3 separate regions of the Mus musculus genome follow, and all the other regions are linked to region 1. Evidence: chromatin contacts called from public Hi-C data. All regions are on one chromosome and are shown on one strand. The core of a region is the stretch at or near the end of the contact, and the rest is flanking DNA. Distances in the headings are between cores, read along the strand shown. Region 1 has its middle 270 kb from the start of Tns3. Region 2 has its middle 200 kb from the start of Gm36720. Region 3 has its middle 130 kb from the start of Gm36720.

The links. Hi-C and Micro-C count contacts between places; a contact is called where the count stands out from the background.
Region 2: a Hi-C map of uterus shows a contact between it and region 1, with 5 times the contacts expected there. The contact joins two enhancer-like sites. A contact is called at or near these places in 4 of 484 Hi-C or Micro-C datasets (embryonic stem cells and uterus) and 1 of 9 other capture datasets (embryonic stem cells).
Region 3: a Hi-C map of uterus shows a contact between it and region 1, with 4 times the contacts expected there. The contact joins two enhancer-like sites. A contact is called at or near these places in 13 of 484 Hi-C or Micro-C datasets (the AML12 cell line, cerebellar granule neurons, cerebellum and 9 more) and 1 of 115 datasets of contacts at active chromatin or transcription factors (astrocytes).

What each region holds. Positions count from the first base shown.
Region 1 is chr11:8,389,861-8,393,063 of GRCm38.p6, reverse strand. No RefSeq gene overlaps it. Among named protein-coding and RNA genes, the nearest start is that of Tns3, 270 kb to the left of the region's middle. Within about 2 kb of position 1,518, at least 2 of the 459 cell types and tissues checked have an H3K27ac peak or open chromatin away from gene starts, as enhancers often do. A contact at or near this core is called in uterus, where this site is marked.
Region 2 is chr11:7,623,476-7,626,969 of GRCm38.p6, reverse strand. No RefSeq gene overlaps it. Among named protein-coding and RNA genes, the nearest start is that of Gm36720, 200 kb to the right of the region's middle. Within about 2 kb of position 1,494, at least 7 of the 459 cell types and tissues checked have an H3K27ac peak or open chromatin away from gene starts, as enhancers often do. A contact at or near this core is called in uterus, where this site is marked.
Region 3 is chr11:7,560,356-7,563,437 of GRCm38.p6, reverse strand. No RefSeq gene overlaps it. Among named protein-coding and RNA genes, the nearest start is that of Gm36720, 130 kb to the right of the region's middle. Within about 2 kb of position 1,832, at least 17 of the 459 cell types and tissues checked have an H3K27ac peak or open chromatin away from gene starts, as enhancers often do. A contact at or near this core is called in uterus, where this site is marked.

The DNA.
Region 1 (3,203 bases), core at 269-2,768:
GGAAGTCTTTGCTATCCCTCTGAGCCTCTCCTAGTCATACAAGGGATTCCATTTGATTTAGAGCAGAATTCTATACATAACAGTTATTAAGCAATTCAGTTATTCAAGTCATGGTTCTAGCTTATCCTAGAAGCAGGTGACCGAGGAGAGATGAGTGTTCTCAGCCGAGAAGGAATTTTGGGGTCTGGGAATAACTACCCAAACCATGCAGACACCAGTCTCAGTCAAATAGGGATGGCTTATTGAATGACACATGCCAAGACGTATCGGAAGGGGCCACATGTCAGACTTGGGAGATGCCTGTGATGCTGAGTGAAGATCCTCTACGGTTTTTTTTTAAAGCTTGAGATTTCAAACATCTTTGCCAAGTTATTCTGTCAATTAGAATTTAGGGATTGGGGACTTCCTTAGAAGCATGCCTTTGTTGTACACTTGTCCTGTTCCCATGGGTTGGGCTATTCAACTATGGCAGGGGACTTGCCTTGCCTAACATTCATATTTTAACTTGTCTACCAGGATGCCAGTTGCCCACATACATTTCTCTTTCTTTCAAATAGGATGTCAGGTCCCAGGGAGGTCTTGGGAACTCAAACTTTACTTGACCCCTACTCAAAATGGAAGTCCTATTCCAAATAGTCTTTTGTATTGATGCAGATGTCCTTCTTGTGTTGGGGTCCATGCCAGGGGCAGGTTATAAAAGCAAATACCATAATAAGCTCATACACAGGTGTAGGAAGTGCTGGTGGGTGGGTGGTGTGGGTCCGAGCTTATTGTGGGTAACAGTACAAAGCAGTTCTACTGACTTCTATTGTGATTGGTTTCCAAGGGCACAGAACATAACAGGATATTTAATCAACCTGGGCGTGAGAAAGTTTCCTAGTAACAGCAGAAACAACGTATGAGAAAGTTTCCTTATAATATTAGTAACAAAACAAAATGTCAGGCTAGCCAGGTAACAGTTACCTAGGCCTTATCATGCCATCTGGACCTTAACAAGGAGGTAACCATGCAGTCAGGGAAACCCTGGGACCTGAATGCAAAGGCAGGAGCTGGGCAATGATAGGAGGAAGCTAGGAAGGAGGAAGTTCTTGAACACGGGGCTCCTCCCTAGTGCTTCAACTAGAGAAGAGATTCAGGTAGACATATGCCCGGAACTGGAGTAGCCCAGGACAACTTAGAAACTCATAAGTTTTCGTGGAATTGCCTATCCCTGGATGTGTGCAAAGGCAGTCCAGAGCCTGGCAATAGGACTCAGCACTGGCCCTTCCAGTGACATCAGGCCCCCAGTCCTCAGGACCGACTTATGGAAAGTAAAGGCCCTGGCCCCTTGGCAGCTTTGCAATGGGCTCGAGATTGCAAAAGAGAGCACACTCGGGAAGCTGTGCCTCTCCCACCTTTCTTTTTTTATTGTAAACAAAGAAATTGCCAAAATAGAAACTCTCTCCCTCTCTTGTCCTCTCTGAAAGTGATAATGTGGATGATCCATCATTTTTATTTTGTGTGCTGAGTGATCGTGGAGAGATGGACACTCCTCTCTCTGTTGGCCGGTGTACTCTTGTCCCCATCAACAATCGCATCTGGCACCTCCGAATGTTTATTTCAACTTCATAATTAAAGAAGAATGTTAAGTGTGCAACTTGAGTCTACTCTAACTGCTGGAAAGAGCATGGATAATGAAACCCCTTGAGAAAAGCTTAGAGAGGGAAAGGGGAAAAAAAAGCCACATTTACAAATAACAAATTTGGAAAAAAAAAAAAAACCCAGAGCATTTTGGTTTAGGACACGTGCAGCTTTCTTAGACCATTCTCATTATTTATTTATTTATTTTTAAGAAAACAAAGGTCTTGTGCAAAATGAACAAATGGAATCAACTGTAGCAATAATTTCAAGATAATCATAGAAACCAAACAAGGAAAAAGGCATGTGGAGACAAGAGGTGAGGGTATGACAGTCTATATTTTTAAAAAGTGACAGATGAATAAATTTAAAAGGGGATCCTTGTCACTCTGCCTATGTTCACTTGTGTCAGACACAGATTCTTAGCACAGGATTTTCCAGAGAGTGCACCACCATCTCAGTGAGCTCTATAGCAACCAGGGATGGTCCTTGTCTTAGGACTACCCACCAGGAAGCTGGGGTGATCTTCCACATCATAGGCCTACTGGGCATGCAGCTTAAGTTCATCTCTTTCTGTCTCTACTCTCTGTCTGTCTCTGTCTCTGACTTTCCCTCTACCTCTTTGCTTCCCTCCCCTTAATCTCTTGGTATCTCTCTGTCTCTCTCTGTTTCTTTCTCTGTCTGTCTCTGTGTCTCTATCTCTGTTTCTGTATCCCTGTCTCTTTCTGTGTATATGTGTATGAATTTGTAGTGTGCTTTCTGTGTCTGTCTGTTTGTCTGTCCATCTGTCTGTCTGTGTGTATGAGTTTGTAGTGTGCCTTCTGTGTCTGTGTCTGTGTCTGTGTCTGTCTCTCTCTCTCTCTCTCTCTCTCTCTCTCTCTCTGTAGTATGAGTTTGTAGTATGTTTGCCTATACCAGTCTGTTCTGTTGTAGACAGTCCCAATCAGCTATGGACACCATGGAGGGAGCAGGCACCATGCCTGAGAGGTGGTCTCATGCTTCCAGGTGATGTGGAGAAGGAGGACTTCGATGTGATGCTACTGAGGTCTAGAGCTCAGTCCAAGGCAGTGATATCTCTTACATGTATAGCCCAGGTCCTTGTAGAGAGATGCCCTGAAACCCTTGGGGAAGACATCTGTTGAGATAGCCATCTTAAGGAGGTTACAGGCATGGGCTGGTGGGCTGGTGGTGCTTACACATACATTCAAAGGATGATCTTAGCCGTGCATGTTTCTGTCCTATTTATAACATTGGTGTTGCCTGGTGAGTGAGGATTGCAAGCTCAGCCTGTCAGAAAACTAACCACATGCCCTTGCCTCCAAGGGAAAGACTGGATAGATACCTTTATAGCCAGCTTATTATGGAGGCCTAGGAGAGTTTGCTACTGGGCTAACTAATCCTTTATATGGTGATTGTAAAAACCACTGACCTGTGACTCTGTCTTAGGGAAGCCTCCACTAATGCCTTCGGTTGTGCTTGTTTTTTTTTTTTTTTTTTTTTTCTGAGCATTTCTTTTCCTCTTAAACACTGCACCAAACACACAGCAGGACCCTGTTCCACGTCCAGAGAGGGCAGGCTTTATGCAG
Region 2 (3,494 bases), core at 245-2,744, 770 kb after region 1:
TGAGTTCCAGAATAGACAGAAGTAAAAGAGTTCCTGTTCCAAAAGGAAAGAGAAAGAAAAATAATGAGGGAGGAGGGAGGGAGGGGAGGAGGGAGGGAGGGAGGGAGAGAAGAAGGGAGGAATGAAGGAAGGAAAATCCACTGTTATACCTTTCAACTGTTTGTATTCTCTTCTGTATTCATAAAACAAGACTACTGACATTGTCTGCCCAAATCAGGACACTTCAGCTGAGTGTTCAAGGGTAATGTGGGGTCTAATGATGAGTCCACATTACTTTTCTTGGTGATCACGATCATCTCCAACATGAAACCTGTCAGTTCTCGGATTATCTCCTTAACTGGAGCCCCACTGCCACTTTGCATCTACCCAACCGCTATACCCATCTCTGCCCATACCGTCCTCAGTCCACCCCCCTATCTTACAACTTCCCTTTTCTCCAAGATCCTTCCTTACAGCAAGGATCATCCTGGATGGTTCCTTTAATTTGCAACACAACCTAGAATCTCTTGAGAAAGGCAGAGAGCCTTAATGAAGGATTGCTACAGGAGATTCACCCATGGGCATGCCTGGCAGCAGTGAGAGTAAGGGGTGGGGGCTGGCGGGGAGGGGGAGAGCTTCACTGCCTTATTTGATGTTGAAAGATCCAGCCTGAAAGTTGGTAGCACAATTCTAATTTGTGGCTCTAGATTGTATAAGAGTGAAGGAAGATAACTGCATTTATTTCTCGACAATCTTTACATGGCTATTAGGTGACTAGTTTTTGGGAGTTCCTGCAACTATGACTTCCTGACACTAGTGAACTGTAACCTAAAATAGTGAGCTAAAATGAACCTTTTATTCCCTAAATTGCTTCTGATCAGAGTATATGTATATATACTGATCAGTATATATATATAATACACATATATGTGGCATATATTAGATATATAATAAAAGGCATATATATTTATATATATATATATAATATAAATATATACACACACATACATATATGTATAATCACTACAACAACAAAATGAAACTAGAACACCACCCTGTCCAGCCGGGCAGCATCATGTCATGTGACCCTGTCTCTCCTGGCTCAGCATGTGGACACACTGATAAATAACCTCATTTCTTTTAAAGAAGACTTGTACCTCCTGCCAAAGACAAATGAATGCTAGCTCGGTTAAAAGTCCCTAAGCCATAAATTTTGCACAGGCTTAAGACATGGAGAACATTTCATTTCCCTTATGACTAACTAAAAAGAAAAGGAAAAAGAAAATGCTCCATCCAGCAGCCACCAAACACCTGAGCAGTCAGCTGTCAGGGTGATTCCATTCTAATGGTTTGCCCATGTGAGAGGAGAGAAAGAGATGCATCCTTCTTCACTCTTCGTGTGTTTTACTTCTGGCAATTGCTTCCATTGGCAAATGTGGAAACTCTTGCAACAGTCACGAATAAAACAAAGCTGCAAAGTTTCCATTTCATAGGCAAGCCAGGATTGCCTCAGAAATGGAAGCCCAGCAATATCACATGTGTCTCCCGGCATCCAGCTGGCAGCCCTTCTCCACCAATGTGTGCAAAGAGGTGCTCTCTTGAGCTCCAGCCAAGAGGTTTCAATCTTACCCACTTCTCAGCTTTCCTTTCCACAGGGAAGAGCTGGATTGCTTGTCAGATATATTCCAAGACACAATGCATGCAACCCCCAAGGCTCAGCCTGAGTTCTCATTCCAGTAAGTCCAACAGGAGAGACATAAGGTTAAGCATCAGCCCCCACCCAGATGGCATCCTTGCCTACATTTTCCACCTTATTTGCCATCAGTTCAATAGCACACAGCTGAACAAAGCTACCCCTCTGTGACTACAGATTTTTATGACGTGTTCTCAGCACCTGCCTCCTCCATCCATATCACTGTTTTCCTATTGAGTGTACTTTGTGCATATAGCTCCACCTTCGAATCGTATAGCTCCCTTAACTTCAGGGCTACATCTATGTGACTGGCTCAGTGACATTCAGTGTGTCCTCACTCTGTGGCCGGGTCTCCCAGAAGGCTCCAGAGCTCATCAACTTTCAAATAAACACTGGATCTTTTCAAATGATAACTCCTTAAATCCCTTCCACGGTAGCTGGCAATCAGAGCCTCACTTTCTGTCTCCATGAACTTGACAACTGGTACTTCATATGAAGGGAATCATACAACATGTATCCTGTGGCTAGCTTGTCTCTCTTAACATAACATATTAAGGTTCACCCATTTTTATCATATGTCAAAATTCCCTTTCCTTTAAGGTTGAACAATACTCCACAAAGTAGCTGCACACCTCCCATATCCATTTATTTACCCTGGGGCACATGAGTTATATCCACTGCTTATCTATTTATTGTACATAAAGGGAAAGGGATAATACTGTGCCATGGAGTTTTCAAATTGCAATTTGAGGTAAAAAGGAGAGATGCTATTGCATGAAGAAGTGAAGCTACCTGAGAGTCTTCAGTTTTATGTATAGAAAACAGCTGTTATGAGCCTCATGGGACTAAGGCAACCAGGGCTCCTCTAAGAAGGGTTCTCTCAATGCTGAGTGTTCAATCTGGATTCAAATTTCCTGTTGTCAGAGCAAGTGATACAGAGATGAATAAAAAATCCCTTTTCCTTTTCCTTGAGTGTAAGACAGAGATATATAGGTAAAGATACCACAAGAGAGTGTTGGGATAGCCTGTGGGTTCCCGAGCCAGAGGAGGGATGGTAGATTCTTGCCTATACCCCAAAAAGCTTTCAGAGAGCACAACAGGAGTGTGACTGCTCTCTACCCAAATCAGGCTTGGGTCTACTCAACTCCATAGAAAGGCCACATCCTGATAAAGCTGGTTAGTTTAAGGATGCCCCAAGAGAAGAGAGGCACAGGTGACTCCGGCAGAGTTGGTGAGGAGATGGCTCACTGAGGTGGAGCATGGAAAGGAGAGGGCCAGCTGTTAGAGTAGAATGTTGTAACCAGTCTTTGTTGCTTCAGGGTTAGATGGATTTTATTAACTATCAATTAAAATATACCATTACATGGTAGAGTTCAGTTCTTCCAAATACAGGACAGGAAAAGAGATTTAATCTTTATCGATCTTTATTTCTGATTATTATCCAATGTGCAATGACACTCGGACAGTGATTGAATTTCGGGAAGAAAGTTGAAGATTGCCAGATACCATCAGAAGTTTAGGAATAACAAAGGCAGGCGTGTGAGACCATTAAAGGCAGCCTGGTTTCTGGTTGAGCTATGTTTGAAACCCCAGAGACCCGACAAGGGATGGTAGGCATTTTGCCACACTCCTGAACACCAGGCTCCTGACACGAGGTCTCAGCTCTCCATAATTCTGTGGCCATCAGTCATGTAGAGCAATGCCCCAAACCCCTCCACAGGTAGAGGACATGACCACAGATCACATATCCTCAAGACAGATCTCCATTTTAATGAGGTACCTAAGGCCTGAAGGGCTTAGCAAATTAAGCTCTCCTCAGACA
Region 3 (3,082 bases), core at 583-3,082, 830 kb after region 1:
CTACCTATTATATTGCTAATAGCAAATCCATGCACAAATCAAGTAGAAAAGGACAGTAGTATTATCTGAATACTGTGGAGCCTTAAGAAGTTAAATACATTTTAACCAAGCCCTCTGTATGTGGAGAACATTTCATCTCAATCTATGGTTTTTCCTTCTTAACACAGGAAATCCTTCCCTCTGGGAAGTTGCTTGTGTCTTAGCATAGGCTCAGTCCACAGTCCACATGGATTGTAAACTACCTACCCAACACCTACTCAACATCAGCAGAGTTGGTGTTATGAAAGGGCTTTTTAGAGGAGGCTCTGCTGCCCAGGTACCATACTTGTTCTAAAATTCATTTCTGATGGCCCTTGACTACATTGTGGGATGCTGGCTCCTCTAGGACAGCAGTTGCTTCAGCAAATTACGAACTAAGAAGACAAAAGAGAGTCTTGAGCAAGACAGAAACATCATGTGCATTCTATGGCTTTTTGTGTACTTTAGTTGACTATATAAGTCATTGGGAAGCAAGCTCCAGGGGATGAATGATAATCAAGAGACAGGGATCTTTGGGAAGAGTTAAAAAAGACTACTGAGTCCTCCACTAAGAGGCCCATTCCAGGGGGCTGGTGAGATGGCTCAGTGGGTAAGAGTACCCGACTGCTCTTCCAAAGGTCCAGTGTTCAAGTCCCAGCAACCACATGGTGGCTCACAACCATCCGTAACAAGATCTGAGGCTCTCTTCTGGTGTGTCTGAAGACAACTACAGTGTACTTACATATAATAAATAAATAAATAGATAAATAAATAAGGCCCATTCCAGATTGTCATGGTGACCTGAATCTCCCCAAGAAGCCTCTTAGAATTTTTAGTATGTTGCTTCTCTATTGATTTCAGTAACCTCCTTAATTCCTCATATCTACTTAAAATGTTAAGTAGGTATTAAAATGCCCTTTCCTAAATAATCAAATACAGTTCTAGCTCCGTGCTGTATTAGTTCCTTTCCTTGTGCTTTAATAAAACACCAGGATCAAGGACAACTTGAGAAAGAGTTTAGAGTTCTAGAACACCATGATGGTGGAGCTCAGGGAAGGTAACAAGGACCAGTCTTGGTGGCTGGGGCAGATGTTTGAGAGCTCGCATATTAAACCACAGGCATGTGGCTTAAGCAGAGGGAGAAGGAGGGGGAGGGGAGAGAGGAGATGGAGAGGGAAACTGAAAGTAGGGCAGAGTCATTAAACTCTCAAAGCCTACCCTTAGTTATATCCTTCCTTCTGGAAGGCTTCATGAATCTCCTAAACCTCCCCAGAGTGCCACCAAGTGTTCACTCAGCGACAGGGGAGCCAAGGGTGAATGTTCTCATCCCACTGGACCTGATCTTACTTTCTTCCCTTCTGTTCCCTATGCATGATTCATTATCTGACCCTTTGTGCCCATTCCATTGGGGATACCAATTTAGTGTTTGTTATGCATGATAATTGGTTAGAGGTTTTTCTTCTCTAAATGATGCTCCAAAGAGTAATTTAAAAAGAAAAAAACAAACAAACAAACAAAACAAAACAAAAACAAATTCATGTCCAGAAGACTCTTTTTCACATCATGCACTCCCAAAAACCTACAAACAGAACACAGGGTCTTGATAGTCATGTATCCTGCTGACATGTTAGGTCAGGAGTATCTCCTGGAATTGCTTGCTTAGAGGCATGAATAATTTAGGGACCTCTCAGAAGTCAGGGGATTACGTCAGGGCAGGTGATTTAATGCTGAGTCACCTGTGCTGACAGAACTGTCACACCCTACTAGTTCACCTGCTCTCAAAGTTCCCTCAGGGAAATCCTAAGAACTGCTAAAGCCCATATGCTGTGTTTCTGAGTAACTCATCACCACAGCCAGACTCAGGGCTGGCAGGGTGGGGAGCTTAGCTAGTCCTCATGGGATATTTGTCAATCAACACTACAATTACTTGAGGCTTTGTTGAAACCTGTGGGGGACTAACAGGCACACAGAAAGAACTGAAAGTAAAGGTGTTGGGGGTTTTGTTTGTTTTGTTTTTTCTTATTGAAGTTAAGGTTTTGCAAGTATCCTTGCAAAGACAAAAGAAATATATTGTCTGGAAGTGATCCACATGCAAATATTTCATATACTAAGATAAGAAAGACCAAGAATCTCACACCAAACTTTCATTTGGAAGTTTTTATTTCTCTTCTGTTTGTTTGCTTGCTTGTTTTTAATTTTTATTGGTTATTTTATTTATTTACATTTCAAATGTTATTCCCCTTCCTGGTTTCCCCTGCACAAACCCCCTATCCAACCCCCAGGCCCTGCTTCTATGAGGGTGTTTATTTCCCAAGAGCTAAAACTAATAAAAGTAAAAGGAAGCAGCTGTCCTTCCGAATATCACTGGACACATGAAAGAATAAGCTCTCTTTTGTGAATTGGTAGTTATTATCACATAAATGCGTATTTATTTATTACATTTGTATGTAGAGGCTGTATTTAAAAGAGACTTTTTCTAACTAAGCATTAAAAATAAGATTCTCAAATTACAACTCAAAAATCCCAGTTTCTATGATGTAAGTAGACTATGATATATTGAGAGATGTCAAAGCAAGTAGATTCACCATCAATGGTTAGTTGCAGGAACTGTGAAGATTCAACACTGTTCTGTTGTGTGTCTTCTAAAAACCCTTCTGATGGAAGCTTATAAGATAGCTCTCTGCACAGCAAACACAAGCTTCACTTTCAGAGGCAACATAGGTTGACTGGCTTGAAATTTTGATGTGGCTTCCTTTGAGGGAATGAAAAGATTGGCCCAAAACACACTCCTCACTTGCAGTGTATCATCAGCCTGGACAGACACCATGAAATCACTCCCTGAGACTCTATCCATCCTCTGTGGGAGAGGTAGCAGAGACTGAGCCATTTAGGACCATTAAAAATGAACAGAGTATATCTCTCTGACCTGTTAAGTTAGTCCACGTTCAATGTCACGCATTAGAACAAGAGTTGTACATGAGAAAATGCAGTTTCTGCTTTCCACCAGGGGAGGTAAGAGAGAATGGTTTCAGCATGTGTTGCTTCTGAAGGAAGACTTCTGTCT